Linked DNA regions of Mus musculus: region 1 is linked to region 2. A link is a contact called in public Hi-C data. All regions are on one chromosome and are shown on one strand. Each heading gives the region's core, a stretch centred on a gene start, on an enhancer-like site or on the middle of the called end of the contact. The rest is flanking DNA. Distances are from core to core; before and after follow the strand shown. Region 1 has its middle 21 kb from the start of Fzd7. Region 2 has its middle 15 kb from the start of Gm51625.

Region 1 (5,237 bases), core at 378-2,877, 120 kb before region 2:
CTGCCCCAATAGAGAGTGAGCCCTGTAGTCCCCATGGCCAAGTAATGATCTACACTAATCACATATGAGTCACTCATCTTAGACAGCCCTGGTCCACTGTCGGTGCTCAGTGCATGTTCTATGAAAAGAAGGGAGGGAGAGAAAGAGGAAGGAAGGGAAGGAAAGAGGGAGGGAAAAGGAGGGAAGGAAGGGAGGGAGGGAAGGAAGGAAAGAAAGAGGAAGGCAGGGAGGGAAAGAGGGAAGGAGGGGAGGAGGGGAGAGAAAGGGAGGAAGGAGAGGGAGGATTCCATATGTTAAGATTCAGCAATCTCTTTGAAAGGTCGTTAAGCTAACTGAAAGGTATGGTCAATTAAATTTGGTAAAACATAGCGCCGGGTGTGGTGGCACACACCTTTAATCCCAGCACTTGGGAGGCAGAGGCAGGCAGATTTCTGAGTTCAAGGCCAGCCTGGTCTACAAAGTGAGTTCCAGGATAGCCAGGGCTACACAGAGAAACCCTGTCTCGAAAAACAAACAAACAAACAAAAACCCAAAAACAAAACAAAACAAAACAAAACAAAAACATAGGTTGACCAAATACAGAGCACCAGGGAACATACTCTTTATAGGAGTGCATAATTGTTGGCAAATTATTTTTTCTTTGTAACAGAGTTCTTTAAGTGTTTGAGTTAAGATTCTGTATCTGCTTCCTATTGACAGCAATTACCAATTACTGCTGACAGTTTATGTTCCTTGACGTTCATTATGTCTCTGTTAATTCTGACAATGAAAAAAGAAGTCCTGATACACACACACACACACACACACACACACACACACACACATTAATTCATTTATTCATGTATCCATTTATTTGTTTGTTTGTTTGTTTGTTTAAGAATTGGTTTCACTATGTAGCCCTGCCTGACCTGGACTCACTATGTGGACCAGGTTGACTTCACCTGTCTCTGCCTCCCAAGGGATTAAAGGTCGATGCCACCATACCCAGTCCTACCTTGAGATTTTTAAGAACAAAACCAAATTCCCGTAGAAGTCAAGTAATTGCTTTTCACCTCTTCTCTGAGGGTGGTTAAAGGTGTTCTTTAAAACATTTTGGTTTAGGTGCAATGTACCAGTGCTAAAAACATTTTTTTTTTTAAATCCTGATATCAATGTCCCTGCAATTGGTGCTTTTGTGTTTTCTTCTTTTTTTCAAAGTAGCGTAGGACAGGTGAAAGGGGAAGCCTATATAATCATTCCTCAGAGGTAAGAAAAGCAAATGTTTGGAGCACCAAACATGGATGGGGATTTATTTTCCTGGTAATTCGTACTGAAGTTACACATCATAAGGGAAGGCTCCCTAAGGTGCCTAGTTCAATATGTGTGCACAGTGAAACTCAGGACTGTTAGCAAAGGTGCACCATCAAATGCAGCCGAATGAGCTGTTTGTGTAGCTGGGGGTGGGGTGTAGGGGAGGAGGACGCTAGAAGCCACTCTCAAGTTTCCCACACTAGCCAGCAGGAGACCTCCCAAACTCTCCCCTTAGAGAAAGAACCCAGTTTGGCTAAAGTGCTAAGTCAGGAGACTCTCACCTCTGTGGCTGGCCTGCTGTGGGCCTGGCTGACGTCTGATAGTGTCTAATAACATCCCTTGTTTACATAGGCACCCGTTCCTAGGGTAAAGTTCTCCACTGCCATCAGCTCATTAACCTGCCCCCTGGCTCCCAAAGCCACCACACTTTCTGAGTCTGCAAGGGGGGAGAAGCAGGGAATGAGAAAAATAGTCAGGCTAAGTGTGGAATTCAGGCCTCTAAGTGTCTCGCTTGGAGTGGACACCAGGACCTGCTCCAGGTGACTCGGAGTGGCCTCCTTTCTTTTCTTTTGTTTTTCTTTAGAATTTTTTAATTCTATTCTTTTGGACTTATTATTTTTAATTTTAATTGTGAGTATGTGTGTGTCTGCCACAAGTGTGTGTGTGGCTGTAGGGTCAGAAGAGGAAGTTGGAGTCCCTGGAGCTGGAGTTATGAGCAGTTATGAGCCAGCATGGGTGCTGGGAGCTGAACTCTGGTCCTCTGGAAGAACAGGAAGTGCTCTTCACCCCTGGGCTGTCTCTCCAGCCCCTTGGAGCAGACTCATTTCCAACAGAGAAACAATTCTGTTTCTTTTCTGGTGTGTCCAGAGATGAAAGACCCTTAGCATTCCAGTTTGGGAGCTAGAAGGATAGTGTCTACAATCTTGTGTTTACACACACATACACACACAGGACTCCACTTGCACTTTCTCCCTGGGGACTGAATCCATATTTGCCATCAGATTTTCTCCTCTTTTTCCCCTCTCCCCCTCCCCCCTCCCTCTTCTCTTTCTCCTTCTCCCTCCCCACTCCTTTTCTTTTATCTTTTTGGTTTTTCAAGTTAGGGTTTCTCTGTGTGACCCTGGCTGTCCTGGAACTCACTCCGTAGATCAGGCTGGTCTGGAACTCATGAGATCTGCCTGCCTCTGCCTCCTGAGTGCTGGGATTACAGGTGTGTGCCACCACCACCCTGCCATCAGATTTCCAGAAGCACCTGTGATTTCTGGCAAGGAACCCCTGAGGTTTTTGTCTTTGTATTTTTTTCCCTTTGGCTCTGGTGAGAGACTAGCCAGGCAGCCTGTAGCTCACTCACAGTTACCACAATATGAGTTGACTATCTGCTTGGCTCTAGTCTAGTTAGGAGGTTGAAGAGTGGGAGAGAAATTGATTTTGGTTGATAGTTTATAGATACTATTTCTAGGAGTTAATATTGATTTAGTTCTAAATAATTTACCTCAGGCAATCATTATATTCCCTTATTTTTAAAAGCATTTCTCTGAGAAGCATTTGCTGAGTTCATTGCTTCCCTGGGGCTGCTGTAGCAAAGGCTCACAAAGGTTAAAGGTCACAGCAAGGGGAGGCTACATCAAGATATCAACAAGACCAAGCTCTCTTGGGAAACCAGCTCCCTACCGTTCTCTCAGCTGCTGGTGATGCCCCAACCTATGACTGTCACCACACGGGTCTCTGCAGCTTTCTTCTCTGCTTCTTGGAAGGCTGATACACTGGATAGGACTGTTGTAGAAAGAATTTAATCCCAATCCAGGGTTTCTACCACCTTTGAGAATTCAGTTCCCTGATCAGTCTCTTCCTCCTCATCTTCTCCCTCCCCTCGTGGTCTACCCCCAGGCCAGGAACACCAAGACTGCTGATTGGTGTGCTGTTTGGTTCGGTTTTGGGGGTGCCGCTGTGTCTTAATTTACACTATGAACCTTACAATCATGTGCACCAAATCAGCACATATTTTTGCCCTAGTCCCGAACCCCGTGTGACTTGGGGGAAAACCAACTTTGTTAAGAAGCCAATTCTCCCCACCTTCATAGTCTTAAAGGGACAATGTGTGTTTTTCACTTGGGAATCTGAAATTAATTTTTTTTTTAAAGTGAGTTTTTGCCACCCTTTAAGGCACCGATGTGTTACAGAAATTATTTAATCTCAATCTGGGGTTTCTACCCCACCTTTGATCATTCAGTTACTGGATAAAAGACAAACAACTTTTATTATTTACAATAAGCCTTAAACAGCACAAGAGCTAGGCAGCTGCCTACCCTCTATACTATTAGAATCTACTTTTCTATTAATAACCCCGAGTTATTACCATGTTTCATCTGGGCTGGTCTTAATTCGGATTGGCCAGCTCTCAGGGCCATGCTTTTTTTGACTCCTAACTTATGGTGTCTTTCTCTTCTACTAATAAATAACATGCCCTATAAACAATTAAGAAATTATTATGAAAATTATGAAGTAAAAGTTACATTTAAAAATCCGGTCTGGAGCTGGAGAGATGGCTCAGTGGTTAAGAGCACTGACTGCTCTTCCGGAGGTTCTGAGTTCAAACCCCAGCAACCACATCATGGTAGCTCACAACCATCTGTAATGAGATCAGATGCCTTCTTCTAGTGTGTCTGAAGACAGCTACAGTGTACTTACATATAATAAATAAATAAATCTTTAAAAAGTCCAGTCTGTTTATATTTGGCAACTCAGGAGAAAATATTCTATTATTTCTCCTATCCTGGTGAGTTCAAGTTCTACATCTAAATTGATTTCTATCCTAACTTGTATTATGCTACTTAAATTACCTTCTTAGACCCAGAACATCCTTTTAAATCCTAAACAACTTAAGCTTATAGTAAGACTATGACTATTTAGTCTTCAACACCATCAGAGGCCCGAGGAGGAAATAAATATTACCTGAGCCCCTCTGTTTCAGGATAATCTTGTTTTAACTAATTGTACCTGTTGCATTCCCTTCTCCAAAAGAGGGGACACTCTATGGCTCTAGCAGGCACACACATTTGGGGACATTATTCAGCTCGGAACACTGAGCATCACTGTTTACAGGACACTTTAAAGATGACAGTCTCTGCTTCCGAAGCACCCACAGTGCTTACTGACCTTGTGCAGTTTTAAACCCAGACCCTTGTGTTAGAGCTTCATGCATCTAAGGTAATGCAGAAGAGTGGAAACTCAGGCCTCAATTCTGAATTTCCTGTGCACCCACATTTCTACCTATTTCTGGAATCATCAAGGGGAGTGGGGTACATTTAATTGCCTCTCTAAAAATTGCAATAGCTATAAATTCCTTCCAACTATCGGAGTACTCCCTGTGGCAGATCAACATGGCTTGAGCCCCTGGGAAATGGTGAAGCTTCAGAGCTTAGGCAAGACCATGAAGGGCTTTGCTTCGGGTTTTTAACATGGAAAAGACACATGTTCCCTTTGGCATATTGCAGCAGTGAAATGGACAAGATACCAAAAATGAGGCAGGAAGACTAACTCGTTAGGGGCCATTATAATGATCTAAGGGAGAATTAAGGGTGGGGGAGGGGAACTAGAGTCCAGAGTGGTTAGTTAATTGAGGGAGAGGGCAGGTTCCTGAGGATAAATTGCAGTTTCTAGATCTATGAAATCTGTACCTCCAGCTGCTAGATCCCACCTATGCTGGAAGACATCGGAACCTGAAGGCCTGCAAGGGCAGCAACCAGCAAACAGAGATACTTGGTTTTCCCTTGCTACCTACCTCTCCCGCAAGGTTTGCAGAGATGGCTGCAACTGGCATCTGTCCTCTCTTAGAGCTTGGCCTTACTTTACTTTCCCAGCAGGAAAACGAGGGAAGAAAGGATATGAAACACCAACTTCTTACCTAGGTTGCGTATCTCAGGCTATGACGCAGAAAAATCAGTTGA
Region 2 (4,773 bases), core at 853-3,352:
TGTTGAAACCATCCCAAATTGGAAGCAGTGGTTATTCAATTAAAAATAAGTTAGTTACACTTTGTGTTTATATATTTTCCCTTAGCTAGAGGCTTAAAGAGAGCCCCACTACCCCTGGTCTTCAACCTCACCTACTCAGTGCCCCACCCTGGCTAACTCTGCAGTGAATTATTTTGTCAGTTGTTTTGTTTTTGAAACGTGGTCTCATTCTATAGCCCAGGCTCTTGATGATTCTCTATGCTTCACTTTCTGCATGCTGGGATTATATTGGGAGCGACCACACCCAGCACATAGCAGCTGATCTTTTCCCTACAAATCTCTGAAGACACAGCCTCCTCTTATGTGAGCCTACTTTATCCTCCCAGCTTACATGATCAGAAAGTCCCTTCTAGTGTCTATTTAAAATTTTCTTGTTATGATCTAAATTTATTTATTGTATATGTGTATACATCATATATATGTATATATACACATATATGTGTATATGTATATATATATATATATATATATATATATATATATATATATATATACACACACACACATATATGTATATATGGTATGATGGATATATGGAAGTTTGAGAGAAACTCTGTGGATCTGATTCCCTCCTGTCCCTTATATATGGGTGCCAAGGATCTAAAACAAATGTCCAGGCTTGTAAAACCTGTTGATGCCAATCTTCCTGCTATGACTAACCCGTGATCTTTTGCTCTGTTTTAGAGAAATGGCAGGTGCAGTTAGCTCTTCATAGGCATAGAGAGACTAGCCAGGTCAACCCCTGACCTCTTCCCTATAGATACAGGCAGGCATTCTTATGCCATACAGTTTCCATCTGGGGAGGGAGTGGCCGATAGACCCACACCAGAATGCAGAGTCATCGCTGGAATGCAGTGTTCTCTCTGTGGATTCTACTAGTTGCTGCAATTCACTGTGCCATCTGGGAGCAGAAAAAGTGATTTTTAAATTTAATTTTATTATTTTTATTTTATTTTTGAGACAGGGTTTCTCTGTGTAGCCCTGGCTGTCTTGGAACTCACTTTGTAGACCAGGCTGGCCTTGAACTCAGAAATCCGCTTGCCTCTGCCTCCCGAGTGCTGGGATTAAAGGCGTGTGCCACCACCACCTGGCCTATTTTATTTTTTTTTAATTCATCATCCAGGAAGTACAGGATCTGCAGGAAGAAGAGGTGCCCACCAGGAAGAACAAGATGGGTCTCCCACACTCCATGCTGGCCTGGCACCTTGGGCATCTCACTGGACCCTCCTGAGTGTCAAGTGTCCTCCTTTTTGTAAGGGTAGGACCATCTCACAGAGCCTCACGGGATGATCAAACAAGATGTAGGTTTGGTGCTGTGGTAGAACACTTAAATCTATCATGCATGAGGCCCTGGCTTTGACCCTCAGCACCAAAAAGGTGGGGGAGGAGGTAAGGTTAAGAGATAAAATGGCTGACTCTTGCTGGATGAGAAATGGGATTAAGTCTAGGATAGAGCCACTCTTAGCCCCCTATTACGTATGGGTTTAAAGAATGCTATGTTTCCTAACCTCGTTACCTTTCCTTTACATCAATCATGCCACGGTAGCTTCAATGTATGTGAAAGAATGAGGTGATTTCCTACTAAGCTACTGCAAGACTTCAGAGTACTACGTGCAAGTTCCAGGAGGCAGTGTTCTGGGCTAAGCTCCTGTGCAAGCTGTGCTAGGCCCCAAAGACCAAGGTAACGCATCAGAACTGTCATGCTGAAGTCCTGTGCCACCAGGATGAAACTGAGCCACTTCTTTCTCCTTTGAGAAATCAGGATTAGGAGATAACAGCTGGATTTCCTAAGTGGGACCAGTTTCAACTGGCACAATAGTCAGATTCCCTCTGCCTTAATCCTACAGCTAACCTCAGGTAACCTGCTTGACGGAGCAGTTTCCTATTGTTCTGTCTCCCTGCCCTGCCTTACAAGGCAAGGAACTTTGAAATGACCAATCTGTTCCTCATGTTCAGCCGCTCCTGCCTTCAGCCTTTTTCTGTCTGGAGAGCCAGCCTCCTCTGCTTGGCTCAGGAAACACATTCTGGTTTATGGTAGGAAGTGTTGCTCAATGCTAGACTAAGAAATAAAGCCAATTAAGACCTTTAAACTGGGCTCTTGTAATTTGGTCCTTTGGCAGCCCCTGCTGCACTGATGCCCGTGGAGGAAAGCCAGTCAACAGAAGATGTCCATCAACACGGGCGTTTTCCCCTCTGGGGTGGGTAAACCCATGATAACAGTTTCCGTATAATCATAGGCACACTAGGGGATTCCCTCTGAGATAGCAGGGCCCTGGGGCGAAGGATGGGGAGGAAGGGGTGTTTATAGGGGATCAATCCAACATCTTCATGGGGGCACTGGGCAAAAGGGACACTGGACAGACGGAGCGAGAACTTGAAACTTGAGTTGCCATTTGTTAGCCTTTGGGTTACCTCTGTTGAACCCCCTCTCTTCTCTCTTCCTGAAAACAAGGCACAAAGAGCAGAGACTACTCACAGCTGACTCTGAGGACAGAGTAACAGGCTGTTCATCTCTACAAACCAGGAAGGGAGGCAGGAGCTGGACAATATTGTGACTTTGATCTCTGTCACGTGTCCCTGGACCCAGGGCCAGCAGAGAGAGCTGTAAACCTAGTTAATTTGCTGAGGACACCAGTATGTCTGCCATGTCTCAGGAGCTATGTGTGGAAGATATCATTCATGAAGGGTTATCAGATAATGTAACAACAGCTTTCACTCTGGATCCCTTGCTAGGGACCCAGTACTGGGCTAACGGCCTGTTTTCCTTATTTGTTAATGTGAACCACCAGCCTTCACATTAACCTGATAAGGTGATATTATTCCAACACCAACTATTATTATTTTTATGAGGAAAGGAGGCCAGGGAAGTCAAATAGGAGTCCAAGATCACACAGCAGTGCAGGGCAGAGCTAAGACTCAACCAAAGCTGGAAGACCCCAGGGCCCAAGTTCATGCTTTTTGCTCCCACGTACGGCATCCTAAAACCTTCATCAAGGAATCCTAGTTTAAACAGGAGACAGCCAGATCTCCAGCACTTCCAGCTCAGTTCACAGAGATGACTAGCAGACTGGAAAGCCAGGATTTTCACTGGGAGGGCTTGTAGATCTCAAATGAGAAGCGGCCATCTTTGCATGTAATAGTAACCCAAAGCACCAGGTCCTCATTTGTGGCATTAATGCTTGTAACACAAATCACAATATTTCTTGCTTTCTTTTTTTTCCTTTTGTGTTGTTGTTTGCTTGGTTTGGCTTGGCTTGGCTTGGCTTGGCTTGGCTTGGCTTGGCTTGGCTTGGCTTGGCTTGGCTTGGTTTGGTTTGGTTTGGTTGAGACAGGGTTTCTCTGTGTAGCCCTGGCTGTCCTGAAGTCTGTAGACCAGCCTAGCCTCGAACTCAGAGCTCTGTCTGCCTCTGCCCCGGAGTATTAGGATTAAAGGTACACATCACCACAACCCGACTTAGAAGTCATAATATCTCAGCAACACTAATTAGTGGGTACAGATGCCAGAAGCAGCCGACTCCATGTCAAAAGGCCTCTGGTCCTCCCAGGCACCGGGCCACTCCCTCCCTGTGCTTGCCCACTTGCCAGCAGCAGAACTATTGTGACACAAACCTCTTCAAACTCAAAGAGCTCCTAATCAGCTCGCACCCTGAGAAGAAGGGGAAGGAAGACAACAGGAATGCTAGCAGGGGCAGTGCAATAGAATAGCTCACCCAGAGGGACTTTACTCCGCAGTGACTTTACTCCACTGGCCTACCCCTACCTTCCCCAAAGAGAAGGTATAGACCAGTAAGAGGGGAGTTGAAGGTGGGACTGGACAGAGACAAGCACTTTGGAGGTCCAGGCATCTATTTTTAAACTCTGAGGTCTCAACCCAGCCTTGATTTGATGTCACACATTCATTTAGCGCTCAGCCATCCAGCAAGTGTGACTTCCTCGGTCCCCAGGAAGTAGAGGGACTGCTGCTTTCTCTTGAGGCCTCCAGAACCAGAAGGCCAACATTGTGGGTGTGCCGTTTCACACCCGAGGCGTCTACCATAAGGGGACCAAGGGGCAGACGGGAAGGAAAACATCCCCTGATCCGCAGGGGTTGCCTCCTGCTCCGTGGGAGGCTTGGGTACCAGCCAGGGTGGAGGCCAGAGCCAGGGGAGAGATGGGTGTTACTGAGTGGCGGGAGCCAAGAACAAACGTGGGTGAAGTGGAAGAGGCCTAATTTGGTAAGAGCTGTGTCATAACTGTCTCTTCAGCCACTGGGCAAGATGACTGACTGCCTATGCACTCGTAATTTCAAGATCTGTACAGATCCATATTATCAACCCCAGCAGGTTCAAGCAGGACTTTCATTATTGGCATTGTTTTGCCTCACTGCTAAGATTCTTGGTCTTTAAGTCATTACTTTCATTAAAAAAATTTTTTTTTTGTAGCTACTCAGTAAAACCCAAGATGTATGTATGTACGCTATTTTTAAATAACTTTCTGCTCATATCTTCCTGATTTCTGAGCTCACTTTGCTACTCAAACTTCATGGAGTAGACGGTGTTGGAAATTGGGCAGGCTGGACTGATGGTCTGGTAAAAGGCAGAGTTAGAACTAGAACTTTGGTCTTTTGACTCCAGATTCAGTGTTCTTCTGTACCTGACAACAGCAGTGAGCCGCCAACCAAGACAGGACCTTTCAAAACTGTCCTTCCTTCTGTAACCCTGTAGTCCAGGTTAGCCTCAAACTGTGATCTGCCTG

The links. A called contact is a pair of places that touch in the nucleus more often than the background predicts.
Region 1: a contact with region 2 is called in a Hi-C map of liver, with 2.5 times the contacts expected there. The contact joins two enhancer-like sites. A contact is called at or near these places in 2 of 39 promoter capture datasets (hematopoietic stem and progenitor cells and macrophages), 1 of 484 Hi-C or Micro-C datasets (liver), 2 of 115 datasets of contacts at active chromatin or transcription factors (both in embryonic stem cells) and 3 of 9 other capture datasets (adipose tissue, liver and pancreatic islet).

What each region holds. Positions count from the first base shown.
Region 1 is chr1:59,500,226-59,505,462 of GRCm38.p6, reverse strand. No RefSeq gene overlaps it. Among named protein-coding and RNA genes, the nearest start is that of Fzd7, 21 kb to the right of the region's middle. Within about 2 kb of position 1,627, at least 15 of the 459 cell types and tissues checked have an H3K27ac peak or open chromatin away from gene starts, as enhancers often do. A contact at or near this core is called in liver, where this site is marked.
Region 2 is chr1:59,380,525-59,385,297 of GRCm38.p6, reverse strand. No RefSeq gene overlaps it. Among named protein-coding and RNA genes, the nearest start is that of Gm51625, 15 kb to the right of the region's middle. Within about 2 kb of position 2,102, at least 16 of the 459 cell types and tissues checked have an H3K27ac peak or open chromatin away from gene starts, as enhancers often do. A contact at or near this core is called in liver, where this site is marked.